Regions from separate parts of the Sus scrofa genome. Here region 2 is linked to region 1. A link is a contact called in public HiChIP or PLAC-seq data. All regions are on one chromosome and are shown on one strand. The core of a region is the stretch at or near the end of the contact, and the rest is flanking DNA. Distances in the headings are between cores, read along the strand shown.

Region 1 (6,995 bases), core at 2,877-5,376:
TCTACATTTCCAAAAGGGAACTGGGTATGCAGTTGTGTACGATTAAGGAATGAAAACAAAAAGGGATTGTGTAAACATACAGACTGATCCAAAAAGTCTTTGTTGAACTGGTCATGCCGAATTCCCTGCGAAGCCTCCCCTACGGCAGGTAGTATTAATCTCTTCTTGCTGTTAGAAGGCTGATTACAACACCCCCTCCTCTGGCATCACCATCAACGTGTGAGAGGGAAGGGCATTGCTGAGCTGCAGAGGAAAGCTTCAAAGCATTCCCAACGTGAAGGTTTTGTCCTGCTATTGATTCCACTCCCTGGCAATTTCTCAATTCCTCTGGAGTTACCTAGCAAGGTCCTGGATGGAAGAAGCAGAGCCTGGGGGGAAAAGACAGGAAAACCCCCTTCAGAACCTCCAGGCCATTACAGTCCAGTAGGAAAGTGGTCTAACAATTTACAAGATTACAAATCACAGGTGATGGGCCAGAGGGAAGTGAAAATAAAGAGCTAGAAGGGGGACGAGAGAGGGCAACAGGATGGCCTGGGAGTTTGGGGTTCAGAGATACAAACTCTTCTATTTAGAATGGGTAGAAAGTCAGGTCCTACTGTCCAGCACGGGGAAATATAACCAGCCTCCTGGGATAGACCATGATGGAAAATAAAGGAAAAAAAACTTAAAAACAGTGTATACATATATATGACTGAGTCACTGTGCTCTACAGCAGAAATGGGCACAGCACTGTACCTCGACTATACTTTAATTTTAAAAATTAAAAAAAAAAAAAAGAGCTAGGAAAACATGAGTGTGAAAAGACAATGACCTCTAACCACCATGGGTGAGCTTCAACTTTATCGTTAAAAAGAGGCTCATACAAACACGTTTTGGCACCACTTATATGTAGAGTCCTCAACTCATAGAGTGGTTGCCAGGGGCTCGGGGGTGGCGGAAAAAGGGACAATGATAAAAGGGTACAGACCAGCTTTATGAGGTAAGATCTGAGGCTCTAATGTATAACAGGATAAATACAGTTGATAATGCTCTGCAGTATAATTGAAATTTGCTGATAGAGAACCTACAACTTCTCACCAAAAAAAGAGAGGGGTAAATGTGGGAGGGGATAGATATGTTAATTAACTTGGTGGGGAAGGGATTCTTTCATAATGTGTGTCTATATATAATCAATATGTTGCACACTTTAAATATCTTACCATTCCTTTTGTCAATCATACCTCAAGAAAGCTGGAGAAAAAAAGGAGGAGTTCAAAATACCTCCTACGGGAGTTCCTGTCGTGGCTCAGTGGTTAACGAATCCGACTAGGAACCATGAGGTTGCAGGTTCGATCCCTGGCCTTGCTCAATGGGTTAAGGATCCGGCGTTGCTGTGAGCTGTGGTGTAGGTCGCAGACGCAGCTTGGATCCCAAGTTGCTGTGGCTGTGGTGTAGGCCAGTGGCTACAGCTCCAATTAGACCCCTAGCCTGGGAACCTCCATATGCCAAGGGAGTGGCCCAAGAAATGGCAAAAAGACAAAAAGACAAAAAGACAAAAAAAATAAATAAATAAATAAACCAACCTCCTGTGACTTCCTCGCTGGTTCATTATAGGAATGTAATTTTTAGGGAGTTTCCTTGTGTGGTAGCTGGTAGCAGGTTAGGGATCCGGTGTTTTCATTGCAGCTGCAGCGAGGGTTTGATCCCTGGCCTGGGAACTTCCACGTGCTGAGGGCATGTCCTCCCGCCCCCCAAAAAGAAAAATTTTTTCTTTAAATAAAATTGTTCAAAAAGTGTTTTGAAGGCTCTGTTTATGTTAATATACAAATGAAAGATAACATTTGAAAAGAAAAACAGGGCCGGGCTGGAGTTTAACTAGTTAATATACATCCACACTGTTCCCCTACATCCTGGGTAGGGGGGGTTGGGACCTCTGGAGAGAACTAGCTGCAGGGCTACTCCTGATCCTTCTGTTCCTCCCCACCTGGTCTCTCTTCCAGTCTCCTCTTTAAACCCAGCCCCGGCCCTTCAGCTGCTCAGATGAACTGTCTCTGATGAGCTCATGCACATGCACAGCTTCAATTCTCTGTTGACCCAAAGTTATGCCTCCAGCCCAGATGTCTCTGAGCTCCAGACTCATATATCTGCCTGCCTAGTGGAGATTTCCACTTGGACCTGTCGAAAGCCTGTCCAGAAGCTCACTATTTTCTTTCTCTTTCAAAGAGCATGCCTGTCTCCATTGTCCCTGCCCTCTGCTCTTTACACAATAACCCTGCTCTCTCCAAGGTCCTTGGCCCTGTCCCCCGACTCCCTCCCTCCAGCACCGCCTCCTTCTCTTTGCTACCTTAGACTATAACTTAAAGGGAAGGAGATTGAAAGGTGATGCTTCCTTTATGCTTGTCCTGTTCCCACGTGGTTGAATGTTGTTCATTTCTCTTTTTCCTTTTCTTCTTCTTCTTTTTTTTTTTTTTTTTTTTTTTTTTTTTTGGTTTTCTTAGGGCAGCACCTGCAGCATAAGGAAGTTCCCGGGTTAGGGGTCCCATCAGAGCTGCAGCTGTAGTCTACACCAAAGCCACCACAAAACCGTATCTGACCTACACCACAGCTTGGGGCAATGCATGGTCCCCTAACCCACGGAGCAAGGCCAGGGATGGAACCTGCATCCTCACGGAGACTGCGATGGTTTCTTAACTAAGCCACAACGGGAACTACAAGGATGTTGTTCATTTCTGATTCACGCATTCGACTGATCTCTTTTGTCTCTGTAAAGAAAATAATGTTGGGATCTATATAGACAGGTGTTTTCCTAACAAGAGTCCCTGAAATATTATTTCCAAGATTAAGAAAAAAAGAAAAAAAAAAAAACTTTTAGGCAGCCTGCCTTTCTGGGTATATATTGTTATAAACTGACAAAGTCCCTGAGGGATGTGGAATAAACTCACCAGGAGAGAGTTTCTGGGTGAGCCCTAACTCTTTCAGCTTTCAGTTGGGTCAGAACAGTTGCACCAGGAACCCCTGCACCTGTGTCACTTTGCAAGAGGTGATCTGCATGCCAGCAGGTCTGAGGCTAAGACGTGGATGGAGCAGGTACCAGAGAATCTGAAAGAAGGAAGGAGTCAGGGAGTGAGGAGGCCAGAAGAAAAGGTGTGGAATCTGCCTCCCACCCCACCCTCCGGACACCCGCCTCTGGCCCCCAGCTTGAGCCTCTGTGGAGAGAAGGCAGCTAAGGAAGCCAGGCGTGGGGGACGCTGTTAAACTCTGAGCACGGGGAGGGCCTGAAACTAAGGAAGAAAACAGTTTTTCCACCCCCTCCTCGGACCCTAGTTTCTGCTACAAATGGCAGCACAATCTGGCCCCTGAGCCCAGAGAAGCAGTCTTCCCAGGGGTGGGTCCAGCCAGAGGTCCCTAGAGGAATTGTTACAGGCCCAGGAAGGACACGCACCCATGACAAGGAAGGGCACTTTCTGGGGTGGGGGCTGTTAACATTTTCTAGGAGCTTCTGATGATAGAACTGCTGTCCTTGGGGTCTTCCGGTGCCTGTAATTCCACCTAGAAGCTGGGGAGCTCCAGGCATCCTGACCCCTTTGTATGTTAAGAAACCTTCTGGTTTCCTCTTCTTTTTTCCCCCAGGCCATACTCACCCCACCCATCTGGTCCCTCCAGAGGAATCAGCTCTAAGAAGGGCGTAGCTGGCCTGCGGGGCCTTTCTTATTTTAATTCAAGAGACTCAGTGGGTGGCAGAGTCAAGGCCCCCCCCACACCCACACACCGGGCGGTTACTGGTTGTGAAACTAGGCCTGTAAAACGGATGGTCAGACTCGGGTTGGGGGTTTTGCTAGTTTAGGGAGTTCCCGGTGTCTTAAATCACCCAGAATTGTTTACTGCAAAAGGCAGCCGTTTAATCTAAAACACAGACAGGCATAACTGCAGCCTTGCGCGTCTCCGCAGGTCTTGGCCGAGCCCATCTCTTACATCCTAAGCACTCTGAGTACCAAGTGACCTGAATGGCTCCAAGCCAAACAGTAATGTTTCCTTTCGCTGTTGTTGAGAAAGGCATTCAGGAAAAAAATTGAGCGCAATGAGGGCCTTCCTGTTCCGGCCTGTGGGCAGGCAGGCGTGTGAACCACCCAGCAAACGTGGAGTGAGTCATGCTAGCAAACAGGGAGCTTCCTTCGCCTTTGTCAAAGTCTCTCTGGAGGCCGCCGCAGGCAGGCTGCCCCACTGCCAATGCTCCAGGAGCCAAGCATCTTTAGAATCCATTCCTCCTACCTCACCAGGCACCAGGGGTTTCCTTGCTAACCACAGTCAGTGCTGATGCAGGGAAATGTCCCCAGCATGTTTTGCTTGGGAAAGGCCTTGACCTTACGTTTCCCTGCAGCCTAAAGTCACTTCTGCAAAGGAACTTGCAGAACCCCACTGGAGTTGCTCTAAGAAGATGCAGCATGTCTAAGTTTCATGGGCTTTTCATTACGTGGGTACACATGGTACCTCAGCTGTGGTCTAACACATACGGGGCTAATTGCAGGCCAGCCAGTGGTAGCTGCCCATGGAGGGCCAATAGCTGATGGAACTCTAATAAAACTAGTTGTATACAGAATTAATTACAATGAAGCCACACCTTACAATATAGTATGACCTTTAATTTTCCAGGCAATACAACTTAAATACTAAGAGTTGCACTGACATGTCCTGGATGCTTAAAAAATGCCTGGAGGGATATGGAATAGCCAATAGTTGGCTGGTAGTAGTAAAGGCAATTCCCTCTCTCTCTCCATCTCCTTACTTCCCCTCTCCCTCTCCCCAACCTCTAGAATTATTCTTTCTATGAATGGAAAAAAATATTCCATTTTATTCCTCCATGAATCCAAAGTTCCAAAAGATCTTTCTGAGTACAGTCCAATAGAGATGATAAACCTGACATCATTCCCTGTTCTAGGAGTGACTCCTTAACCAAATGTCCCTTAACCAAAAGTTAAACCAATTGATATTAAGTTTTAAAGCCTCATAGGACATGCCACCCCAAATATGCCACTTTGGTAACAGCACTTGAAAACAGCAAATGCAAAATTTCTGCACTTTTTCCTGTGTCTTGATGGTTTATTATTTTGATGCAAATGTGAGTTTGTAGTCCCATGAGAGTAAATAAATGAATTTTCTTTTTTGTTCAAAAAAAAAACCACAAGCAAACAAACAAACAAACAAACAAAACCCAGCACCTGAAAACAGCAAACGCAAGGAGGAGCTTTCTCTGGATTTTCCTTATCTGCCTCAAGACAGAGCTTCCAAAAGGAACTCAACTGTAAATCCCTTCCCCAGGAGTTTCATCAACCAGGGAAGATGGACTCATCACAGGAGGGGAGACTAGAAGTTGACATCACACCCAAACTTTGTCACAAACTCTCATGTCTCCCATCTATTTCTCGAAAAGCCCATTTCACTTTTTAAAAAATCGCTGAGATAGTATTTAAGCCTGAATTCTAAGCCGCTTCTTTGAGATACTCACTTTTCCTTGGACATCTCCCATGTATACGTAAGGTCTACATGTTAATAATTTTTTCTTATTAATCTGTCTTTTTTTTTTTTTGAGCCCTACTAATCATTTAGCCAAGGAATACCAAATCTGAGCAGACAGGGTTTTTGTTTTCGTTTTTTGTTTCTGCCTCCTTGTTTATTTATTTTATTTTATTTTTTTTTGTCTATTCTAAGGCTGCACCCACGGTTTGTGGAGGTTCCCAGGCTAGGGGTCTAATCGGAGCTGTAGCTGCCGGCCTACACCACAGCTCACAGCAATGCCGGATCCGTAACCCACTGAGCGAGGCCAGGGATCAAACCCACAACCTCATGGTTCCTCATCGGATTCGATTACCACTGAGCCACGATGGGAACTCCTAATCTGTCTTTAACTACAGAGGTCTTAGCTAAGAACTCCGAAGTGTAAAGGGAAAATTGTTTTCCCCTCCTACAGTTTTAAGTATCCCCTGTGCCTATGCACATAGAGTTGCCACTAGCTGTTCATGTTTTGATAAAATAAAATTTAAAAAAGAGATTCTGTAGTACTTTACTTAATACTGTAGAGTGTTTTGAAATGGTCATGAGTTTTTGTTTTTTTGTCTCTTCCAGGGCCACTTCCCACGGCATATGGAGGTTCCCAGGCTAGGGGTCTAATCAGAGCTGTAGCCACCAGCCTACACCAGAGCCGCAGCAACGCGGGACTGGAGCTGTATCTGTGACCTACACCACAGCTCACGGCAACGCTGGATCCTTAACCCACTGAGCAAGGCCAGGGATCAAACTCGCAACCTCATGGTTCCTAGTTGGATTCGTTAACCACTGCACAAGGATAGAAACTCCGGTCGTGAGTTTTGAGTCTAACAAAACTATATTTAGGCCCGATCTGTTCCATTTCCTAGCTATGCCACCTGAACATTTGACTCCTCTGGGCCTCAATTTCCTCATCTGAAAATGGGGATAATAACAGTGCCTGCTTCACAGGGTTGTTGGGAGGACTAAATGAGATGATTAATACAGATCATTTTATTTAGTGTCTTGCCCAGTTCTCATCATCATCTAATCAAATTGTCATTGGATTAATTTTTTTCACTGGAAGTCTAATGAGCTGGGCTTGGCTGAGCCGAAAGCATAATGTAAACCCCTTGGAAAGGCTGAGCATCACTCTTCTGCCAAAATAAAACTAGACGTCTAAAGGGGGTGGATGTTTCTGATGAAGGATAGGAGTGATTCGTCAATCAAAAAGCAGTATTTTTTTTCAATCATAATAGAAAATATTTTAAAAATGTGTGCACTGGGGGGAGGCAGCAAAGCCCCTGGATTTTTCCAACAAATTTGTTAATCATTTCAATTGAGACATAGTTCCTAGAAATTTACATATTTAGTCCTCCAGAACCTTCACCTGAACATGGAAATATTCACTGTGTTACACTAAAATATCTGCCAGATTTGTACACTAGCTGGGTTCGGTTTATCATTAGAGGACAATCTAGGATACACGTTCTCTT
Region 2 (6,995 bases), core at 1,941-4,440, 130 kb after region 1:
CATATATTTCTCTTAGTTAAGATTCGCCATCCAGTGATTGCCTTACTATCATGTAAGACGTGTCCTTTCAAGTGGTGTAAAATAGAATATGGTTTTACTGCTCTCCGATATGAGCAGTAGAAATGCTGGGAAGTGTACTCCTCTCCCAAAAAGGAAATAGGAGATTGAAAAACGAGCACTAATGGAATTCCTGTTGTGGCTCATCGGTCTGGAACCCGACTCAAGTAACCATGAGGATGTGGGATTGATCCCTGGCCTCACTCAGTGGGTTAAGGATCCGGCGTTGCCATGAGCTGTGGTGTAGGTCACAGATGTGGTTTGGATCTGGCGTCGCTGTGGATGTAGTGTAAGCCAGCAGCTGCAGCTCCGATTTGACCCCTAGCCTGGGAACCTGCATCTGCTGTGGGTGCAGCCTCCACCCTCCCCGCAAAAAAACCCCAAAAAAAGAGCACTAATAAAGTCCTAGTGGTCATAAATGCTTTTTTAAAACTTTATGGTTAGCATTGACTAGGTCATAGATACAGGCAGTTAATTACCAGTGTTCATAAATTATTTTCAAGCTGTGCTAATAATCAGACACTCTATATATAAAAGAGGAAACTTCATTTAACAAGCAATCTTTTAAATCCTTTAATTAGTCTCATAAATTACAAGTTTTCCCAACATATCTTTGAAACTTTGAATGCTTCTTGTCCAATAGAGTTTTTCAAAACAACCTTCCAAAATAATAAATTAAAACTAAACTTGAGTGTGGTCCACTTAGCTTCTTTGGCACAGCCGTGATCATGATTTTGCCCACGAAACCCTCTACTCTGCTTGCTTTTTTTTCCTGAGAGTACTTACCACAATCTGAAATAACGTTATCTGTTGACTGTCTGTGTGTCCCCCTTGGATATAAACTCCTTGAAGGCAGAAACTAAGTCTTATTCCTGGGTTTATTCCCAGCACCCAAAACCATGGCTGGCATTAAAAATATGGGAGCAACAAATAAATGAACAGTTAAATCTGCCACACAAACACACAGAAGGACCACATATAAATGTGAATATGATCTATGTAACCTATTTTATATGCATATAAATATAAAGTAGACAAAGCATTATACACATACACATGTAATATAGCACCGGGGAAAAGCATCCACCTAGAAATGATACACTGGGGTCCTTTGCGGACACTACCACAAACCAGCTGTATCATCTTGAGCAAGTTTATTTATCCATATCTATAAAATGAACGTTTTATGCTTTATCATCTTTAAGGACACTGACAGCCCTAATATTTTTCTTAATAAAGTCGAGAGACTCATACAAGGTTTTACATAATCTACATGGAAAACCAAATAGCAAAACAACTAAAATTCTAGCTCTTGACCCCTGGGTAATTATAAATCATTAACTAATCATTGTCACTAACTACCTACAAAACTGTCATACAGTTGTACATCTCTTCCAACCTATCCCTTTGCTCTCATTTTTTCTCTATTTTCTTTTTCCTTGACCAATGGAACCAAATGCTCTGAATTTTGGAATACAAAAATTCAGTATTTTTGCACCAAACAAGCCCCTGAAATGGCTGTTCTGGATAGCTCACTAATGCTATGCACTTGAGCATGGGAAGGGCACTTTGCTGTAAACTCCTCTGTAGCCACGTGGACCCTACTGTCCTTATCCTTCCCCCAAACCTTGACAAACACAAGACCAAGAATGAGCTAAATACTCTCCTATTTACAAACAAAAAAAAACATGGTGGAGCTTCCGTTGTGGCTCAGCAGAAACAAATCTGACTAGCATCCATGAGGACGCAGGTTCAATCCCTGGCCTCGATCAGTGGGTTAAGAATCCAGTGTTGCCGGGAGCTGTGGTGTAGGTCGCAGACGTGGCTCGGATCTGACGCTGCTGTGGCTGTGGCGTCGGCTGGTGGCTGCAGCTCCGATTAGACCCCTAGCCTGGGAATCCCCATATGCCGAGGGGGCTGCCCTAAAAAGCAAAAAACAAAACAAAGAAAACAAACACGGTAATCTTTAAAATCACAACACAGCCAGTACTACCATTCATTTTCAGACAGCAAGAGGAAAAGAGCATTCTTGTAGCTAGCTTTCACTCTCCATGGCCTCTTTTCTTTAAGACTAGTAAACTGCACCATTTAGACCAACCTTCAAGAGTTAATCCAGTTCCTTCGCTAAGTAGGTGAGTCATGCTTCCTGTTCCCCATCTCACAAAGGCCACCCTTCTGCCCAGCACAGCACACAACACCAGATCTTTCTGGCAAAGGGTGCAGAGACTCAAGAGCAGAGATATTTATAAACAAGACTTTTTGTGGAAGAAAACCTTCAGTGCCACCCAGTAATACTTGTATTTTCCATACTTAGTGTATAATTAAATCCATGAGAACTATAAAATGCAGGTTAACATGCCTTTTTTTTATATCTAATAAATACATTTCACTCTTTAATCCTGATTTATACCTTCAGCTTATAATTTAGCCCACGTGTAGAACTTTGGTTTTTTTTTTCCCTACATCAACCCAGTTTCTTAAGACTCTTAACAGTGCAACACACTCACACTTCATGAAACAAGTATTGGAACTAGAGAGTCAATGGCCATGCCCCCTTTTGGTCAGGTCCATCACAGTACACTCATCCAGCCAAGAAGTCCGAGGAAGCTGAGTGAGTTTGCAAAGTATGTTAATAAGGAAGCAACATAAACTAAGAGGACCCTTGAGTGAAAGGGGGCGTGGTGCCGTCTAAACTCACCACAGCAAACCCTAGGCTCGAAAGGCAACTCAATGTTTACAACTGTACTTTTACTGGGGCCTTAGAACAACACTGTAAGATAGATGGGGCGAATATCACTACCTCCAATTTTAAGGACCAGAAAATCAGATCAAAGAATGCTGGATCCCAGGAAGGGGCAGAAGTAGGAATAAAAGTCACATCTCCTCTTTTCTTGTCTATTCATTCTCCTCCTACCATATCATTTGACCTCTCACGTACAATGGCCAGCCTGGAAAAATGATGCTGGTAAATTCACCCCAGACCCTTCAACTTGTACCCCCTACTCCCCTTTTTTTAATCCTCTTATAGGAGCTGATTACATGAAAAGAAATCAGGAAAGCAGAACTGAAACTTAAAGCTTATTCCACTGATAAGGATACTTATACAGGAAGCAATAAATTACCATTGCTTCCTGTTTTCAAGTATTCTTATCTGTAGGACACTACATTTTTTTCCACCACAGAATCTCACATTTAGGACACTTCCCGAAATAGAATCTTCTGATCTTCAGCTGTCAGCTGAAGTTGTTTCATAAATAGCCCAGCATATGTACTCCGGAGGCTTGCTAACACTCTAAATGCAAATATAGTCCAGTCACACCAATTCCTCTTAGGCTCTGGTGACAATTGAGAACGTACAAAATCCAGCAGCCCCAGAAATTCTATGGAGGAGCCCACGAATGTCTGTAGTCAATGACCTGTAGAACTCTATTGGGACATTTCTGGAAATTTTGAAATAAAAGCCATGAGCTTTTATATATATATATATATCTCCCTACATTTAATATATGGTTCATAAAGAACCTACGATTTGTTTCAGGTCAGTTAATTTTTAAATAGTTTTACAAACAGCTTTTATCCAAAGATTCATTTTGGTGAAAAGAATAAGCATAAAGAAACCCCTGGGTCCTGTATTTTAAACAACTTTTCCAGAGGCTTTGCTAGTCAACAAGTACAGACAGCAAACGTGATTATAAGGGAATGAGTTTGAAAAATTGCTCATGTAACCCAAGGTTAAATACATGGAGACGCACACACATACGGAGGTATAAAAATGCCTAACTCTAATCTTTATGATCTAGTATGTCAGGAATTCTATTGCCAGAATTACACAACAAGCTGAGACCATTTCAGAGAGAAAGAGGGAAAAAAAAAAAAAAATCAATGTCTGTGTTTTAAAGGGGAAAAAAAAGGGACTGCAGGGAATGGGACCATGAGGCATAAATGGCCTGGGATTTTATCATCTGTCTTTTGTGTCCTGGTAACCAAACAAAACATCTGTGCCTGTATGGCCCCCTTATCACTCCCTCCTCTAATAACCTGCCCTACACTCACCCCAGGTGGGTAAGAAGGGATTTTACCTGTGTTGATGGAAGCTTAAGAGAAGAGTCTTAAGGTTGATCTCACTTTGAATATAATAAAAAATATGGTTGAGTGTCTTTTGGGTTTCTTTGCATTAAAAAAAATTTTTTTATTATGATTGATTTACAGTGTTCCATCAATTTCTGCTGTACAGCAAAGTGACCCAGTCATATACATATGTACATTCTTTTGAGTGTTGACTCTATAAATATGCTCTTCAAGCCCCTTTAAGCCAATTGCCAAGAAGCTGCCTTTTTCACACAAAGGTGATAAACACAGATTCACACAGAGGGGCCCCTTTATGAGCCTGGGAATAATTCCGAAGTCCAGGAAGGAAACCGCTGTCCCCAGACTACAGATCCAAACAGGCAGGAGGGCCTGATCAGTTCCATATTCCCAGGGGATGCCCAGAATGGCTGATGACCAAATTCACAGGAACTTGATTAACCTGATTCTCTAAGAAACAATGATTATAAGGAAAAAAGAGGTGGAATTTTATAAATAGCTATTGTAAGACAATATTATAAAATAATTTTTAAAAAAGACTACCAGTAGAAGGATTCAAATAACTCTGTTTAAAAAAAAAAAAAGAAAAATCCGTATAGCTAGGTCCTTGAAGGAAGAGAGCTTAAGAAGGTTCTGATCAGAGTGGCTCCAAGATGATGCAAAAATCTATGTTCTGCTGTCATGGATCAAATAAACGCTGATACAGAGAAGATTATCATGGGAAGAACTGGACAAATTAGGAAGCAAATCTCCTGGGTTGGTCTGAAACACTACTCCAGAATGTTGGCCAATTCAGGGCAGGAAAAAGATCTGGAATACTTTAGAGGTTTTGGAAAGAACCGCAAAATTGTTTGAAAGTTTGAGAAATCCGAGTGATGACTAAAACCTGATGATGGTTAATATTAAGGGAAAACTGAGCGCTGACTTCACAAAGGTCTTCGAACACAGGGAGCGAAACATCCCATAAGAGGTCAGGGGGCTGGATAAACAAACTGTGGTACATCCATACAGCAGAACACTACTCGGCAAAGAAGAGAAATGAACTACCAAGCCATTACAAAAAGGGCTTGGATGAATCTTAAGAGCAGACTTCTCAGTAAAAGAAGCCAGTCTGAGAAACGGATGGACTGTGTGAGTCCAATCATAGAACATTCTGGAAAAGGCAAAAACCCGACAGAGATGATAAACAGAGCAGTGGTTTATCCCCAGAGGTTGGGGAGAGGGAGGAGGTTTGAATAGGGAAGTACAGGAAATTGTTAAGGGAGTGAAACTATTTACATGATATTACAATGGTAAATAAGACCATAAAGGTTTGTCAAAACTTAAAACTTTATGGCAAAAATAGTAAACCTTAAGTGTATGAAAAAACATTTTTTTTTTCCCACAGGTAGACTGCAGAATGTAACTGAAGCATCTAAATGTTTATAGATGTGTATGTACATAGATTAGTACACACACAGGTAGGCCTTGCTCTGGCAACTCAGAGGGCAAAGGAGAGCAAAAACTACATCTAGCGCCCAGATCTTGGTTTCTGATTCTCCAATAAAAGGAACCAGGGCTCCTTGGAGGAATGGATGATGCTAAGACTGGGGGAGGAAATAAAATAAGATGATCATGGGAGTTCCCGTCGTGGCTCAGCAGTTACCCAACCCGACTAGGATCCAAGAGGATGTGGGTTCAATCCCTGGCCTTGGTGAGTTAAGGATCAAGGGTTGCTGTGAGCTGTGGTGTAGGTCACGGACTCGGCTCAGATCTGGCCTTGCTGTGGCTGTGGCTGTGGCTGTGGCATAGGCCAGCAGCTGTAGCTCCGATTGGACCCCTAGCCTGGGAACCTCCATATGCCTCAGGGGCAACCCTAAAAAGCAAATAAATAAATAAATAAATAAGATGGTCACGGAATATCTCATAATAACAGAAAGTAAGGAAATGCATTTTAAAAATAGTACTGAGTTTAAAATGAATGATAAAACAAGTTTAGGTAATTATGAAAATATTCATGAATTCTGCTCTCTAAATGGTTTCCAAACACCTGCAAATTGCCTGGCCACTTTGAAGAACCACCAATTTTAGTTGATGAATTATTGATTTGTTTAATAGAAAAGCTGGATGATGCAAATTTTCTTTTAGAGGCAACGAACTCCACAATTAAATTTCAGCAAATGAATACATATTATATTTGAAACTCAGAAAGTCATATTCGGTTTCATGAGAACTGTGTGATCACTTAAGAAACACTTTACATTTATGGCTATTTTTTCCCAAGAATTTCTGTTTAAATTCATTTCCAGTTTTACTTCCTCTTTTAGCAAACTCATTAATAACAGTACCAAGGTTGGTTACGATTTCCTGTTTCATCTTCTGCGCATTTAAATGTATTCATTGTGTTTTATTTTTCATTTGTTTTTAGAACCTTACTATACCTTAGAGGAGTTTTTTTTTTTTAACTACGTAAATTTAAATCTTCTGACAAAAATATCATTTATATCTTCAACTTAAAAAAAAAAAAAAGAGGCCATCACTTGTCACCACTACTAAAATCAGAATGAGGGGAATAATCTCATATTTCCACTAGAACCACTAGAAAAACTTAACCTCAAAATGGTAGGATTTAATTTTTTGCTGTATGGATACAACAGGAACATACCTGCAGATTCGTATTAAATTACACAGTAATATCAAAATAAAAGCATTTTTTTAAAAGAGTAGTTCCAAAACGTAAGGTTACAAAGGGGACAAGTGGGAGTCCGGGGGGATAGACTGAGGGTTTGGGATTGGCATATGCACACTAAGGTATATGGCATAATTGGCCAACAGGGACTGCTGTATAGCACAGAGAACTCTGCCCAGTATTC

Evidence for each region. HiChIP or PLAC-seq counts read pairs in DNA pulled down with a chosen protein or histone mark.
Region 2: an H3K27ac HiChIP or PLAC-seq map of alveolar macrophages shows a contact between it and region 1. The contact joins two enhancer-like sites. A contact is called at or near these places in 1 of 47 Hi-C or Micro-C datasets (fibroblasts) and 2 of 2 datasets of contacts at active chromatin or transcription factors (alveolar macrophages and skeletal muscle).

What each region holds. Positions count from the first base shown.
Region 1 is chr15:128,151,010-128,158,004 of Sscrofa11.1, forward strand. LOC102164493 (a long non-coding RNA gene) reads right to left here. Exons shown (of 5, transcript XR_001301648.2): 4 at 2,922-3,078; 5 at 1-368. Among named protein-coding and RNA genes, the nearest start is that of IRS1, 150 kb to the right of the region's middle. Within about 2 kb of position 4,127, at least 25 of the 83 cell types and tissues checked have an H3K27ac peak or open chromatin away from gene starts, as enhancers often do. A contact at or near this core is called in alveolar macrophages, where this site is marked.
Region 2 is chr15:128,281,196-128,288,190 of Sscrofa11.1, forward strand. All of the region lies in intron 1 of IRS1 (insulin receptor substrate 1), which reads right to left. Among named protein-coding and RNA genes, the nearest start is that of IRS1, 23 kb to the right of the region's middle. Within about 2 kb of position 3,191, at least 13 of the 83 cell types and tissues checked have an H3K27ac peak or open chromatin away from gene starts, as enhancers often do. A contact at or near this core is called in alveolar macrophages, where this site is marked.